2 separate regions of the Zea mays genome follow, and region 2 is linked to region 1. The links are chromatin contacts, called in public Hi-C maps. All regions are on one chromosome and are shown on one strand. Each heading gives the region's core, a stretch centred on a gene start, on an enhancer-like site or on the middle of the called end of the contact. The rest is flanking DNA. Distances are from core to core; before and after follow the strand shown.

What was found. Hi-C and Micro-C count contacts between places; a contact is called where the count stands out from the background.
Region 2: a Hi-C map of leaf shows a contact between it and region 1, with 9 times the contacts expected there. The contact joins the promoter of LOC100381939 here to the promoter of LOC103627275 in region 1. A contact is called at or near these places in 2 of 25 Hi-C or Micro-C datasets (ear and leaf).

The regions. Positions count from the first base shown.
Region 1 is chr5:175,091,747-175,098,727 of Zm-B73-REFERENCE-NAM-5.0, forward strand. LOC103627275 (putative MYB DNA-binding domain superfamily protein) reads right to left here and starts at 2,757. Exons shown (of 6, transcript XM_008647564.3): 1 at 2,595-2,757; 2 at 2,271-2,466; 3 at 1,972-2,058. The coding sequence starts at 2,674.
Region 2 is chr5:175,350,633-175,357,891 of Zm-B73-REFERENCE-NAM-5.0, forward strand. It overlaps LOC100381939 (putative protein of unknown function (DUF668) domain family protein), which reads right to left and starts at 5,616. Exons shown (of 13, transcript NM_001174713.1): 1 at 5,183-5,616; 2 at 4,733-5,081; 3 at 4,062-4,387; 4 at 3,852-3,944; 5 at 3,683-3,773; 6 at 3,438-3,531; 7 at 3,227-3,324; 8 at 3,028-3,097; 9 at 2,819-2,916; 10 at 2,534-2,650; 11 at 2,362-2,438; 12 at 2,193-2,237; 13 at 1,190-2,093. The coding sequence starts at 5,029. The coding sequence ends at 1,547.

The DNA of each region.
Region 1 (6,981 bases), core at 1,507-4,006:
GAAATGCAAAATGTTTCTTTGGTTGGCTGCTAGGAAAAGATGTTGGACTGCAGACCGGTTATCAAACAGAGGTCTCCCCCATCCTGTGCTTTGTGTTTTCTGCGACCAGGGGCAAGAGACTGTGCACCACATCCTCGCTACCTGCGTCTTCTCGAGGGATTCCTGGTTCAGAGTGTTATCACGCCTTCGGATGGCCTCTAGGGTGCCGGAGCAGTCTGAAAATAACTTTATTGAATGGTGGAAGCGAGCTGTTTCGTCCCTCTCCAAGTCAACCAGTAAAGGTTTCAACACCTTGATCATTCTCAGTGCTTGGGTTCTGTGGAAACACAGGAACGCCATTGTGTTCGATGGAGCTAGGCCCTGTGTTCAATCGGTCCTTAGATTAAGATCCTTTGAAGAAGAAAGGCATCTTTGGGGCTATGCAAGTGCCTCTGACCAGCTAGCTCTTGGTTAGGAGAGGGGTATAGGATAGGGTTTTTCCTCCTTTGTTGTTGGTCAGGTCTCGCTCTCGTTTCTGTAGTCTTGTAATTTTGGTTGAGGATCTCCTATTTTGTCCGGGATAGAGGACTGGTTTTGTATCGGACTTTTCCTCTTCTTAATACAATTATACGCAGCTCTCCTGTGTATTAGAGAAAAAATAATAGCACTATCCTTGATTCCTTGCTAGCCCAATCAGCATTCCGCGACACCTGATTACAGGCCTTTTCAGCCCATGACAATTGACAAGCACACACCCACCCACATGTGTAGCAAGCATCATCATTCACACCAGCATTTCCCCTCTGGCATCCGACCCCGCTCCTCACCCAAATCCCAACATCGCAAGCTACCAGACACCCCAACCTCCTACCGCCACCTATGGGTAGCTCCTCCAACACTATTGATGCTCCCAGGCTCCCAGCACTGGTTCTCTCTCCAATAGTCCAGTGCATGCCTACCTGAGCCTGATGTGTCCCTCCGCTTGGTACTGCGTCTCATGGGCTGTAAAACTGCAATGACTCTTGCTGCCAGGCATCACGGGCACCTACTGGGCATCAGGCCATCAGCGACTGGTGCATCCCACCCTTACCCAACAGATACCAGTTCTCTACAACTACCACAAAGCTGCCTCTAAACTTAAAAGCCAGTTTGGTAGAGCTCCTCCTGCTCCAGATTCTCTGTGAAAAGTGATTCTCTGACTGAAATTGATTCTATATGATTCTCTAGAATAAACTCTATGCATACTGTGATTCTGGACATGGAGTGAATCATGGAGAAGCTCTTTCTCCAGCTCCCAGCCTCCTAGTTCATTTCAAAGAATCACTTCACAAAATCAGCAAAGAATCACTTCAGTATAAAAACTGTTTGGAAGCTGGATTCAGCCTGGAAGCTGCTCTAGGAGCCCTGCCAAACTGGCCCTATGATTTTTTTTCTTGCTATTTGAATTTCAAAACATTGCATCAAGTCTGTTGGAACTTGGAATAAAGTGAGGCTTCTATTGTTGGAATATGTGAAACCCTAACCCTAATCCTGGGTTGGGAGTATATTATATATAGGAGTTAGGTGGGCCAAAGCCCATGACAATAGGGGTAATCAGGGAAATACAGGGAAACCCTAACCTAACCCTAAACAGTGGTCTAACATCTACAACCATTCTGGATAAGGTTGCAGTAAAAGATTAGTTTGAGCAAGTCAATCACAATAGCGCAGCACATCAGTATACTTTTTTTAGATAAAGAAACAGTGTCCCGGCCTTTACACTTACGAATAAGTGTATGTGTTCTAAACACTTCCGGATACTTGATCGTGGTAAAATAAGGTATTGAAAAATGGCAGGCAATGCTACACAAGCAGGTGCCTCTCGCTCATCCTGGATATTTTAGAGCATCGTCAATTCAATGAAAAAAAGGAGCACTAAACAGGATTTGGTATCATACGTTCTAAAATCGGAATGACCATCCTACAGTATGGTTTCCAGACATGAAGTGATACCTTGGCCAATGCAGAGGCCTCAGATAAAGCTTCCTTGGTCTCGCTGGGATTGGGTTCAAGCTCCAATTCCAGGTCACTGTCATCGCCCTACAATTGTCAAGAAGATGCACATAAAAAATATAGCACGAATTACAGAAGGAGCAGCCAACACAAGAACAGACCGAAATCCTGTGTGTGCTACCTTAAGATCCAAACAATCACCACTACAGAAGTCCAAGCTACTTGATGCCTTGGCGCCTTGCAAGCCAATCCAAAAGGGAAAGCAAAATCTAGGGTTTGGGTGGGGTAGGATTACAAACCAGAGGCAGGTCACCGGCTTCGATGCTCTCGTTTAGGTCGTGGTGATATGCTAAGTAGCGCCAGAGCATCTGGTACTCGCGGGCGGAGGTGATCCCCGTGGCCGACTTCGCCACCACCGCCCTCCAGTCGATGATCCGGCCCTCCGCATGCTGCGCCACCTCCTGCAGCGCCGTCAGGATCGTCCCCGGATTGTACCTGTGCGGGGGGAGAAGGATTGCAAGCGACGCGGTGAAGTAAAACCCTAGGAGAAAGCGAGCTGCCCGAGGAGAGAGCGGTGAAGTAAAACCCTAGGCGTAAGGAGGAGGAAGGACGGACGGACGGACCTTTGGAGGAGGCAGACGTCGTCCTCGGAGAGGTGGCGCTTTCGTTTTCCCTTGCCCGCGGCCGGCGCCGCAGCTGCCATGTCCCGGCAGGTCGGCGTTTGGTGGGGCAGCTGCAGTCCTCGACTCCTCGTACTTGTTTGTTTTGCGGAATAGTTGTGATTTAGCGAGCAACTGTATTTAATGGAATAGCATCTCCACCAAATTACAATAAGGCCCGTTTGTTTCGTTGTAATTGAATTCCATTTTAATAATTATAATTTAGACAAAACTAATTAAGTTTATATATTTATATATGTAATATATTTGTATATTATCCTAAATCATATGAGAGAGATAGTTATATACTACATTTATGTTATAGAGGCGCAAGTAGAAGAATATGCTATAAGTTGTACATCAGAAAAATAGCATGTAAATCTATAGAATCCATTTCCATCTCTCACCTCATGAATTTGAAGTAGGCTTATATGATAACTTTGGAAAGTAGTGGAATGTCATATTCTACAAAAATAGTCTATTTAATTAGTAAGATTTCAATTTCTCGAAATGAAAGGAAACAAACGGGCCCTAAATAGTCTCTATTTTCTATAAAAAAATACTTTATCTAAAAGTGCAAATAGTATGAGTTGGAGGTTTTGCCGAATCTCATTTTTTTAGCTCGTGTGTTGATGTTCATCTTGAATCTTGATCTTTTCTCGGCTCCTACCACACCTTTTTTTTGTGCCCGTTACCTACATCTAGAGCTGACAATGGGCTCTAAATTTTACACTATAAGATTTAAGGATCAGATCATTTTGTGCCCGTTACCTACATCTAGAGCTCGTGTGTTGATGTTCATCTTGAATCTTGATCTTTTCTCGGCTCCTACCACACCTTTTTTTGTGCCCGTTACCTACATCTAGAGCTGACAATGGACTCTATTTCTATTTATTTTTGAACTACAAATTATTTAGGGCCCTACCATTTTGAGAAGAAGCATTTGGATCACGATCCATTACCATCCCTGTCTACATCTTATAACGTTATCTCTGTCGGATGTCGGAGACGACACTCTAGCCAGGTGACGGAGTGCACCCGTCTAATCCTGTTAACTAGAGAGAGTCTAGAGATTGCCTGATTAGTTGTAATAACTCCAAAACACAAGGGTTACAATGGTTCGGGCTACCGGAGCGTAATACATTATATCCTCTGTGAGCTGTATTGCATGAGGAACGGAAGTCAGTATGTGTCTGAGGGTCTCCTGGGGAGTCTGCCATGTGAAAAGCCTGAGTTGGAACCCTTGGTGGGTGTGTGCTCTTCCCTTTTATAGCCTAAGGGATACACGTACATAGCGGTCTAGCCCCGACAAGTGGGCCTGGTAAATCTAATGCTAGATATGCAAAAGGCGAAGTGGTGGCTTGGACGGATATCTTCTCTTGGCCTCCGTGTAGATCTCCTGGCTTGTCACGCCCTTGCCACGTCTAGTCGGAGCACAAGCGCAGGCGTAGGTTGCGGCATAGGCTGATATGTTGTTGTGCGCAGGGGTATGGACAGTGTAGTCATGTCTTCTCCGCCTATGCTGTCACGTCCGGCTCCGACAAAACGGCGCTTCATGATGGCGTCTTCCACGCACGTGGCACAGCGGCCTCGATAACGCGTGGATGTCACACCCGGATTTTGGGGCACCAAGACCCGGGCGCGAACATAATCACCAGGTGTGCTGGGACCAAGTCTCACACATATGATGAATCATGGCACAGGATCGAATGTCACATTTTTACTACATAACAGGAGTTTTGTACAAAATAAATAAATAAATACATTATATGGAGACAACGGTCCAGCAACCCAAAGTTGACTGGGAGACGACGGCCTAGACCTCTCACGAACACATCGCAGCATCCTCCAAGCGCCTCATCCTGCGGTACCTGTTCTTGACCTGTGGGGGGGGTGAGACAGTAAGAGTGAGCTCACATACTGAAAGAGAAATGTGCCTTTGGGCCATTTCTAAGTATTTTGGTGATTGAGTGCCAACGCAAGTGCTTTTGTGTTGATCTATGCAATGTGGTGAACAAAGTGCAAATCATGTCAAAAGGTATGTTTCTAGACTTAGTACATTGTTTTATGGACTAATGTATTGTGTCTAAGTGCTGGAAACAGGAAAGATTGAATTGGAAATGAGATGGCTCTGTTCAGCCAAAGTCAGCTCGGTCTGGGTGCACCGGACTGTCCGGTGGTGCACCGGACTGTGTCCGGTGCGCCAGGCTGGCTCAGGCGAACTGGCTGCTCTCGGGAAGAAATTAACGGCGTACGGCTATAATTCACCGGACTGTCCGGTGTGCACCGGACAGTGTCCGGTGAACCAACGGTCGACCGGGCCAACGGTCGGCCGCGCGATCTGCGCGGGACACGTGGCCGAGCCAACGGCTAGAAGGAGGCACCGGACAGTGTCCGGTGCGCCAACGGCTCTCAAACTCCAACGGTCGGCTTCGCTAAATAAGGAAGGATATTCGCACCGGCCAGTGTCCGGTGGTGCACCGGACTGTCCGGTGCGCCAGGCGACAGAAGGCAAGATCAGCCTTCCTGGAATGTTCTCAACGGCTTCTAGCTGCCTTGGGGCTATAAAAGGGACCCCTAGGCGTATGGAGGAGAACATCAAGCATACTCAAAGCATTCCTAAGCACCAAGACTTCGATTCCACGCATTTGTTTCTTCGTGATAGCATCTAGAGCTCTTGTTGAGTTGTGAACTCGTCGGGTTGTGTTGCGAGCTCTTGTTGCGACTTGTGTGCGTGTTGACATTCTGATTTTGTGTCTTGTGTGTGTTGCTCATCCCTCCCTTACTCCGTGCTTCTTTGTGAACTTCAAGTGTAAGGGCGAGAGGCTCCAAGTTGTGGAGATTCCTCGCGAACGGGATTAAGAAAAGCAACGCAAAACACCGTGGTATTCAAGTGGGTCTTTGGACCGCTTGAGAGGGGTTGATTGCAACCCTCGTCCGTTGGGATGCCACAACGTGGAGTAGGCAAACATTGGTCTTGGTCGAACCACGGGATAACCACCGTGCCATCTCTGTGATTGATATCTTTGTGGTTATTGTGTTTTGTTGAGACTCCTCTCTAGCCACTTGGCAATTATTGTGCTAACACTTAACCAAGTTTTTGTGGCTTAAGTTTCAAGTTTTATAGGATCACCTATTCACCCCCCCCTCTAGGTGCTCTCAATTGGTATCAGAACCGTTCTCTTCACGAAGGGACTAATCGCCCGAAGAGATGGATCCTAAGGGGAAGGGAATCATGATCAACGATAAGGAGAAGGAGTCCTTCGTCAACGAGCCGAAGGATGACAAGCCTACCGACTCGGGCTCGAGCCACAGACGCAAAGATGGGAAGAAGAAGAAGATGAGACGCATCAAGGAGATCGTCTACTATGACGACAGCGATGAGTCCACTTCTTCCCAAAAGGACAACGAAGACAACGACTATGACAAACGAAAGACGGTTAACTCAAACTTTTCTTTCGATTATTCGCGTATCCCGCATAGCTCAAATGCACATTTGCTTTCCATCCCTCTTGGCAAACCTCCACACTTTGATGGGGAGGACTACGGATTTTGGAGTCACAAAATGCGTAGTCACTTGTTCTCTCTCCATCCAAGCATATGGGAGATTGTTGAGAATGGAATGAAATTTGATAGCTCGAATAGTCCTATATTTATTAATGAACAGATTCATAAAAATGCACAAGCTACTACTGTGCTATTAGCCTCTTTGTGCAGGGACGAGTACCATAAGGTGAGCGGCTTGGACAATGCCAAGCAGATCTGGGACACCCTCAAGATCTCTCATGAGGGGAACGACGTCACCTTACTCACCAAGATGGAGTTGGTGGAGGGCAAGCTTGGAAGATTCGCGATGATAAGGGGCGAGGAGCCAACCCAAACATACAACCGGCTCAAGACCCTCATCAACAAAATACGGAGCTACGGAAGCACGCGATGGACGGACCACGACGTCGTCCGCCTAATGCTAAGGTCCTTTACTGTACTTGATCCACACTTGGTAAACAATATTCGTGAAAATCCTAGGTACACCAAGATGTCGCCCGAAGAAGTCCTTGGAAAGTTCGTAAGTGGGCGAATGATGATCAAGGAGGCAAGGTACGTGGACGACGCGTTGAACGGTCCAATCCATGAGCTTCAACCCATTGCTCTCAAGGCAACGAGGAGCAAGGAGGCGCTACCTAGCAAGGTGGCGCAAGTTGAGGCGGCCGGGCTCAATGATGAAGAGATGGCCCTCATCATCAAGCGCTTCAAGACGTCGCTAAAGGGTCGCAAGGGACAACCAAGCAAGACCAAGACAAAGGGGAAGCGCTCATGCTTCAAATGTGGTAAGATTGGTCATTTTATTGCT
Region 2 (7,259 bases), core at 4,366-6,865, 260 kb after region 1:
ACCACATCGTCAAGCACTCATCCATGAACCCTGATCCATTCATCCATCTATCATAAAAGAAATCAGTACTTCGGGACCAATATAAGAAATGGAGAAATGGAGTCAGCTCACCTTCCTTGGTCACCGTCCGAGTTCGTTGGCGCTTGAAAATCCATGGTCGTCACCATCATCCTAGGCTTCTATAAGTCGGCGGTGCCCCTCGTCGCTGGTGACGTCGCCAGCGTGTATTGTCAGCGCAACTTTCCAGTCGTGCGACGGTTGGCCGGCTAGGCAGGATGTAGCGTATGACTGGTTATTTTAGAGTTTTATTTTATTTTTTTGCTAGTGTGCTAGTTGTCTTGTCGTGTTGCCTTATTGGGCTATGACCTAGGCCTGGTGCGCTGCCGTGCTAGGCTTGGTGGCCGGCTAGGCCTCAACTCATTCATACAAACAGGACAGGTGTACACGTATGAAATAACCATGGGTAATCGGGTCCGGATTATTGCTTCTCAAACCCATACCCGTTTACCCAATGGATGGAGATTTTGTCCCATATCCATACCCATGGGGACAATTTTTTTCCCATACACGTACCCTAATAGGGGAATTCCCCACGGGTTAGCGGGTATCGGGTCCCCATTGACATCTCTATTCATGAGTTTACGTTAGCATAGGACTAAGTCCTCAATAAGATTAGCTAAAATAAAAAAAGGTAATTCCTTTTTAACCCACTCCACATGACAACTTGGAAAAGAGTAACACATAATAATTATCAAATATTAGAAGTGAGCAACAAATACAAATAAAACAAGAATGAAATGAAGGATAAGTCAATTCCTTGCAATAATGAAGTCTCAAGAGTTGTCAAGTTTACTTGCACCATCCTCTTGTCAAATTTTATATCACTTGTCGCTACAGAGTGTCTTATAGACCATGGATTGCCAAGGTGGCTGCTAGAGGCCCCTGTGTCACATATAAATATATATGCTTAGCCCTATTAACCCCCTTGTATCGTTGGCTGCTAGTACGATGAATAACTAGTTTCTGCCTCGCCTGGAGAGAGTCAGATTCAATTTTTTACCAAGATAGGATTATAGTAGAGCATGAAGCCATCCACACATGTTGCTTGGGCTGCGTCTTGTACTCCTCGCCTACAGCAATCTTGGATGGCTTCCTATCACTCAACTTGCACTGCGAGTGCATGCCTATTGCATTTTCGTGACTTATGTACGTATATAATAATAATAAATATATACAGTTATTACAGCTTACAAGCAACAGAGTTTGTTTAGCCTGATGATTTGGCACGGTACATGTACAAATACTGACCGCCCGACAGAAAGGCAAAACAAAAGGAGGGGGGGAATCTTGCCTATGTGTATAGTATCTTGTTCTTTCTATGCATCCATCCTGCAGCGTTTCTGCAGGCATTATGTATGCTAATCTGCTAGCAGTCCACACGAGAGAGAACCGTTGTTTGTTTCCCATCCCATTCCATTCCTGAACCCATGGCCACCTGCTCTCTGCTGCCTCCGTCCTGAATTCTCTGGAACCCACAGCCACAGCTTCACAGCCGCGTCTGCTTCTGCGCGTCCACTCTGTCCACCACGTCCTCCAGCGCCTTGATCCGGTCGATGTCGAAGCCGACGGCGACGGGCGACGAGGCGGCGGCCGACCTGCCCGTCGCCAGCGGGAAGACCCTGCCGCCGTGCTCCCGCGACGACGGGCCGCTCTTGCTCAGCCTGTCGTTCCTGCTCAGCGCCACCCTGTTGCCGCGGGCCGCCGCCAGCTCCTGGCTCTTGCTCTTCCCGGCCCCGGGGGACCGCCGCCGGGTGTAGGCGTCCTGCAGCATCTCGCGCTCTTCTCGGGTGAGCCCAGCGGGGCGCCCGGAAGTGGCTGCTGCTGCTACCACCACCCGCGGGGCCGCGTGGGTCGGGGAACGGACGGGGGATCGGCTCGGCGACCTGTTTGCCGGCCTGCTGTAGCTGATCAGGATGTGGAGCCACACCACCAGGTCCAGTACGCATGCGTCGGCCTTCTCCTTGTCCGCGTGGTACAGCGTCTCGATCTTCAGCGCGCCAGGTTGCCCGGCCTGCTTCTGCGCCGGGTCGTTCCTGCACAGACCGGCCGGAGAGTTCTTCAGCTTTGGCGCCCACACGTCGAGCTTAGTAATAATATAATGCTCTTAAAAGAAGATCTCATGAGTGTCTTACCCTGTGTTCGCCCACTCGCCAACCCATCCGAACCCATGGTGTGCCCTGGTTCATAGCATCACAAACAAGGGTTATAAATATCATCAACGTCCAATTCACTCCTGGAAAAAGGACCCATGATTCTACTTTTTTCTTCTGTAGCTAAACAATTCGACCCAACTTGTAGTACCTGGCCGTGTTATTGGCAACCGGGACAATCCATTGCAAAGTCTTCTCCATTGAACTCCTGGTTCTAGTGATCGGAACCTGAGGCAGAAGAAAGTAGCAGTCAGGGAAATAAAGCTCCCGAGTGGATGTTGTCGATGTGGACAATGGAACATCATTCCCAAGCACCAGACTACCTCTTGAGACTCTGTCGGAGTTATCAGCCTTGTTCGAAGAGCAGACTTGACGTTCGGGGGCAGACTTTGATAGAGCGCATCTCTGGTGCTCTGAGGGGGGACGGAGCTTCGGGAAACCTTAAATTAAGCAATGGATATCGGTCAGCAAACAGTTCCCCAGTAAATTGTAGTTGGAGACAGAATTTTGTTGCAAGTACGTTCCAATTATGCTCACTAGCTAGCAGCATGAGGTTTGTAAATATGACAACATTACTCTTTTTTTTTGAGTAACCACGAGATACTTACAATATTGTCAATCTGAGAAATGATATTAGCGTAGTGAAGAGAGAGACCAGCAGACCCCAAAGTTTGACGGCTCTCTTGTGATTCGCTCGACTCTCCAACTACAGGAACAAAAAAGAAAAAGCGCATAACAGACAAGTCAGTACTGATCACTAGGTGGTAAAACCATGACTGGTTTGATGGCAAGTATAGAAGTGAGCGAGCAAGCTTACCACAAGGCCCAAAAGTATCTTGGATCTCGACATGTAAGAAGTGGACAATATCTACAAGCTTCTCCATGACCTACAAATAGGAGATGCAGTTTGCATCATTCATCTTGCCCGTTGAAAACAGATCATTTGGAGAAGAAGAAGAAAAAAAATGTCATCTGTGCACTTCATCGTGTGCATGATTTGAATATGAACTACTCACAGAGTCAAGAGGCTTAGACCAAAGAGACTTTTTCTTCAAATTGTGTACATGCTTCCTCTGGCTCTTCAGCTCTTGTCTGATGATCTGAACAGTGTCCCCTGTTCATTCATGGGAGTCGGTTATTAAGTGTGATGAGGATCAGGGAACTGGACTGGCAGAAAAAATAGCATCTGAAGCGACAAGGGTGATACATGGATGACCATCGACATACCCCTTTCAGATGTAACTGATCTTTTCTCTTCCTCCAACTTTCGGCGATAATCTTGCTCAAATCTATCTAGTGCGTGTAATTCATGGTAGAGATCCTATGGGGCAAAGTGGAACAGCAACAACATCAGGAATGGCTACATGAATCATACTGATTGCATGACATGCAAAGGTGAGCAAAATGTAGTCTAACACAATTTATTTTCTGTAAGAACACTAGAGATTTTTGTCAACATGTGTGATACTCACACCAGTGTGGCGAACAAGGGCCATCAGTTGCTGCATATCTGCTTTCGCCGTTTCTTTTAATTGTGGTTGGGGTGTAATTTCTGACTCTAGCCTGGAAACAAACACAAGGACTAGTGAGATCATTACACTAGCAATCAATCATTAAGCCATGTAAACAGTGGGACCCTACTTGGAGAAATAACGATCTAGGTTGTGCCACTGAGGATCTTTGCAACGATTCCCAAATCTTATGACTTCTTGTGAAAATATCCTCAGCTCTTGCCTGCAAAGATGTGACCAGAATATGAAACCTTTCGTTATTTAGGAACATGAAAGATGGGCCACAACATCTGCTAAACCATATCACAGAAATCAAATGCTAACATATCTGTTGGCAAACCTCTTGTCAGCTGCAGCAATTCTCATCAGATAACCCATGTTGCTTGAAACTAATCGTTGTACACCTTCCGATAGAAGGACCATGTCCTGCAAGTAGTTCAGGCTTTCTTTGGACAAAGACTGCATGAGGCTCATGCCCTTAACTATTGTGTTTGCAACCTCAAATGCAAGGATTGATATTTTGTTCCCCTTTGTCGTTGGTCCTGCGACAAAACCCCCTCCAGGGCTCAAACTTGACATGCTGCTACTCAGATTATCTAGAACCTCTACTGCTTTCCCAAGTCCAGAGGTACTCTTTCTACCAAGCACTGTGCCTATGTCTGAAACCTGCAAGAAGAGTCGAGAAAAACAGAAGCATTAGGAAATCTAGCACAGTAAGCTTCTTCTGAACCATAGAAACATGTCTGAAAACTCTGAATACACAACACAACTCAATAGATTGGCGCATGCCCTATGCTACAATGTAAGAACTTAGTGCCTCTAATTACCAATAAGATCATAAGGTAACATTGTTTTCAGCAAAAATGTTGTCACTACACAGTACACAATGTACTACAACACCTAAGTCTCAATGCAGGATCTAACATTTGTTTCCCGACAATGAACTAACCAATTTTGATGCGCAATTTATACCAGCACATGTAAATCAAGATTCTAGAAGGAAAGACTTGCCTTGCTTGGACCAGCCTTGCCGGAGGCGCTTCTCCTAGGCTTCCCAGTCTTGGCCTCCTTGGAGACCGAGCGATGAACCTTGCCACTCGTTGATGGCGGCGAGCCCTTGTCAGAGAAACGAAAAGACTGATCGCTCACTTGGTTAGGATCCACCGCCTCCTCGACGGGCGCGGTCCTGTTCTTGCCGGCGGCTGAGAAGGCCTTGAAATCCTGCTCCACCACGAACCCCATCGCTCGGAATGAGAGCTCCGTTGGCGACTTGTCCCCTGCAATCCCCGCCGAACACACGCCGCCCATGGTGACAAATGTCGATGGGCCAAGAAATCCAATAGATCCACCAGCCAAGCACCTGTAAAGATGTGAGAATGGCCGTGAATATCGCTCATTCCCACCCGACGCCGGCGATAACAACGAAGTAAATGGATGCCGAAAAGATGGAACGAAGCTTACCCGTTCGAGGCGTCGCGTTGACGACGCTCCCGCCGAAGAAAAAATCAAAGCAGAAAGAAGGTGGCAACCTCCAACATACCAAGAACCAAGTGGAAATTGCGCCCTTTTGAGCACCAAACAAGGGAAGAGAATAGAAGGTATCAACCACCAGGCAAGTACCGATCGGGAGGAACCAGACAAGGGGGCCAAACCAAGACCGCGAGATTCCGCCGCCGATTAGTCAAGGAAGCCGGCTTCAGAGAGACAGTAGGATTAGATTTTTGACGGGGCCCAACCGCCGTTGAAAACTGCGGAACGAGGAGAGGGAGGGACGCTCCGGGCCGGAGCCGAGCAGCGGCGACAGGCACCTCCGACCGGCGGTGGTGATGGCGGCGACAGGACGGGTAGGAATCGCGTGCTTTTCAATGGTTGTTCCGATGTGGATTTGATCGGAGAGGTGTGACAGTCGCGCTTGCTAGCTTTGCTTGTGTTTCCTTCTTCTCGGTGCCAGAATTTATTTAAAAAAATAAAATAAAGGAGAATGGGCAAAGTCTACGGTTCAGACGGGTTTATTAAATGCAGGATCTGTCAGCCCACCGCAGCACTGACTTTTTGAGACATTTGACTTTGCGCTATTTGTCGACTGGTTTAAGAAATTTCTATCTCCTAAAAGAATATTTTATGTCTTTTACGCTACACTCTAAAATGATTCTGTCTTTTATATCTTCTTAGTCTCCAGCAAAATCCCCTAAATTTAGCCCTTTATACCTACAGTATTAAAAATCCATTATATATAATATTTATTCTATCTTTTTCATATAATTTGGTACTCAATATATTAAATTAAAAATTAGAAATGTATTTTATTTCGAATTCCCCAAGGGTGAAAATCCCCAAAATCCCTTCTGTGTGCACCGCCGCGGCGTTGGTGCTCGTCCCCGTCGTGCGCTCTCCTCCTCCATGGCGTTGGTGACTGGTCGTTCGTCGTCCTCGTCGGTGGTCGCTCTCTCTCCTCGTCCTCAGCGAACTGTCGCGTCTGTGTTCTCTGCGGCTGCACACGTCCTCCTCGCCAGAGGTCACGCGCTCGTCCTCCTCGTCGGCGACCACGACATTCTGGTGCTCCTCCCTAGCGATCCGTCGTGCACTCGCGCGAGCTCGTCCTCCTCTCGGTGATTTGATGTGTGTGCTGCTACTCGTCTCCGGCAATTCGCGCGCATGCGTCCTGACGAGTTCATCACGAGAACAACAGTGAGCTAGAGGTTTGGACGTATAGAGGATACACAATAAATCGCCAAATGTAGTGGGCGAAGGATAAGCGCTATAATTTAACGGACGTGATAGAGAACGATATTGGACAGCTTCAGGAGGATAAGAAACGCTAAATATAGCTTTCAAGACCATTTGCAGCCCCTTGCTGGAGTCAGCCTAAGTCTCAGATATGTTGTACTAATAGCCTTACAAATTGTGCTTTCTTTGTGTCCAGGCTTATAGCCTTAGGATTTATCTAACAAAGTCTTGAGATGGTATGTTAGACGGACAATACGGTTATACAACCAACATTTCAATGCTCGATCGTTCGGATTCTTCAACGGATGTGACTCGCGAGTTGGAGACTAGACTGCTAGGTGTAAGCTCGCAAAAATGACGAAACACACAAACAACTTTATAGGTCTTAAGCTTTCGACACTCGAGAGGTAGGAAATGATCGAAATTGATCAATAGCTCGGTTTGTATAATCATACGTGAGAGCTAAGGATTTAATCCGTGCAAGTATAATTTTTGAATCATTTAATATTATGCTTTAAGTGGATAAAGGTAACATAATTAAAATATTAATTATGTCTTTTATAAGGTTTTAGCTAAAAGTCATATAAACTATCAATATAACTTTTCATCTATTTATATTATAGTTTATGAATATTGTCAACTTACTTTCCAAATTTAAGACTTATTGTTTATGTTTTTAACTTAACCTCCGAATTTTAAATTGATTGTGTAATTTGATTTAAAAATTGTTTAAAATTGTTAGATGGTTTGATCAAATATATATATGAAAACTTTACATGACATACCTTACATTAAAATTCTAGATACGCCA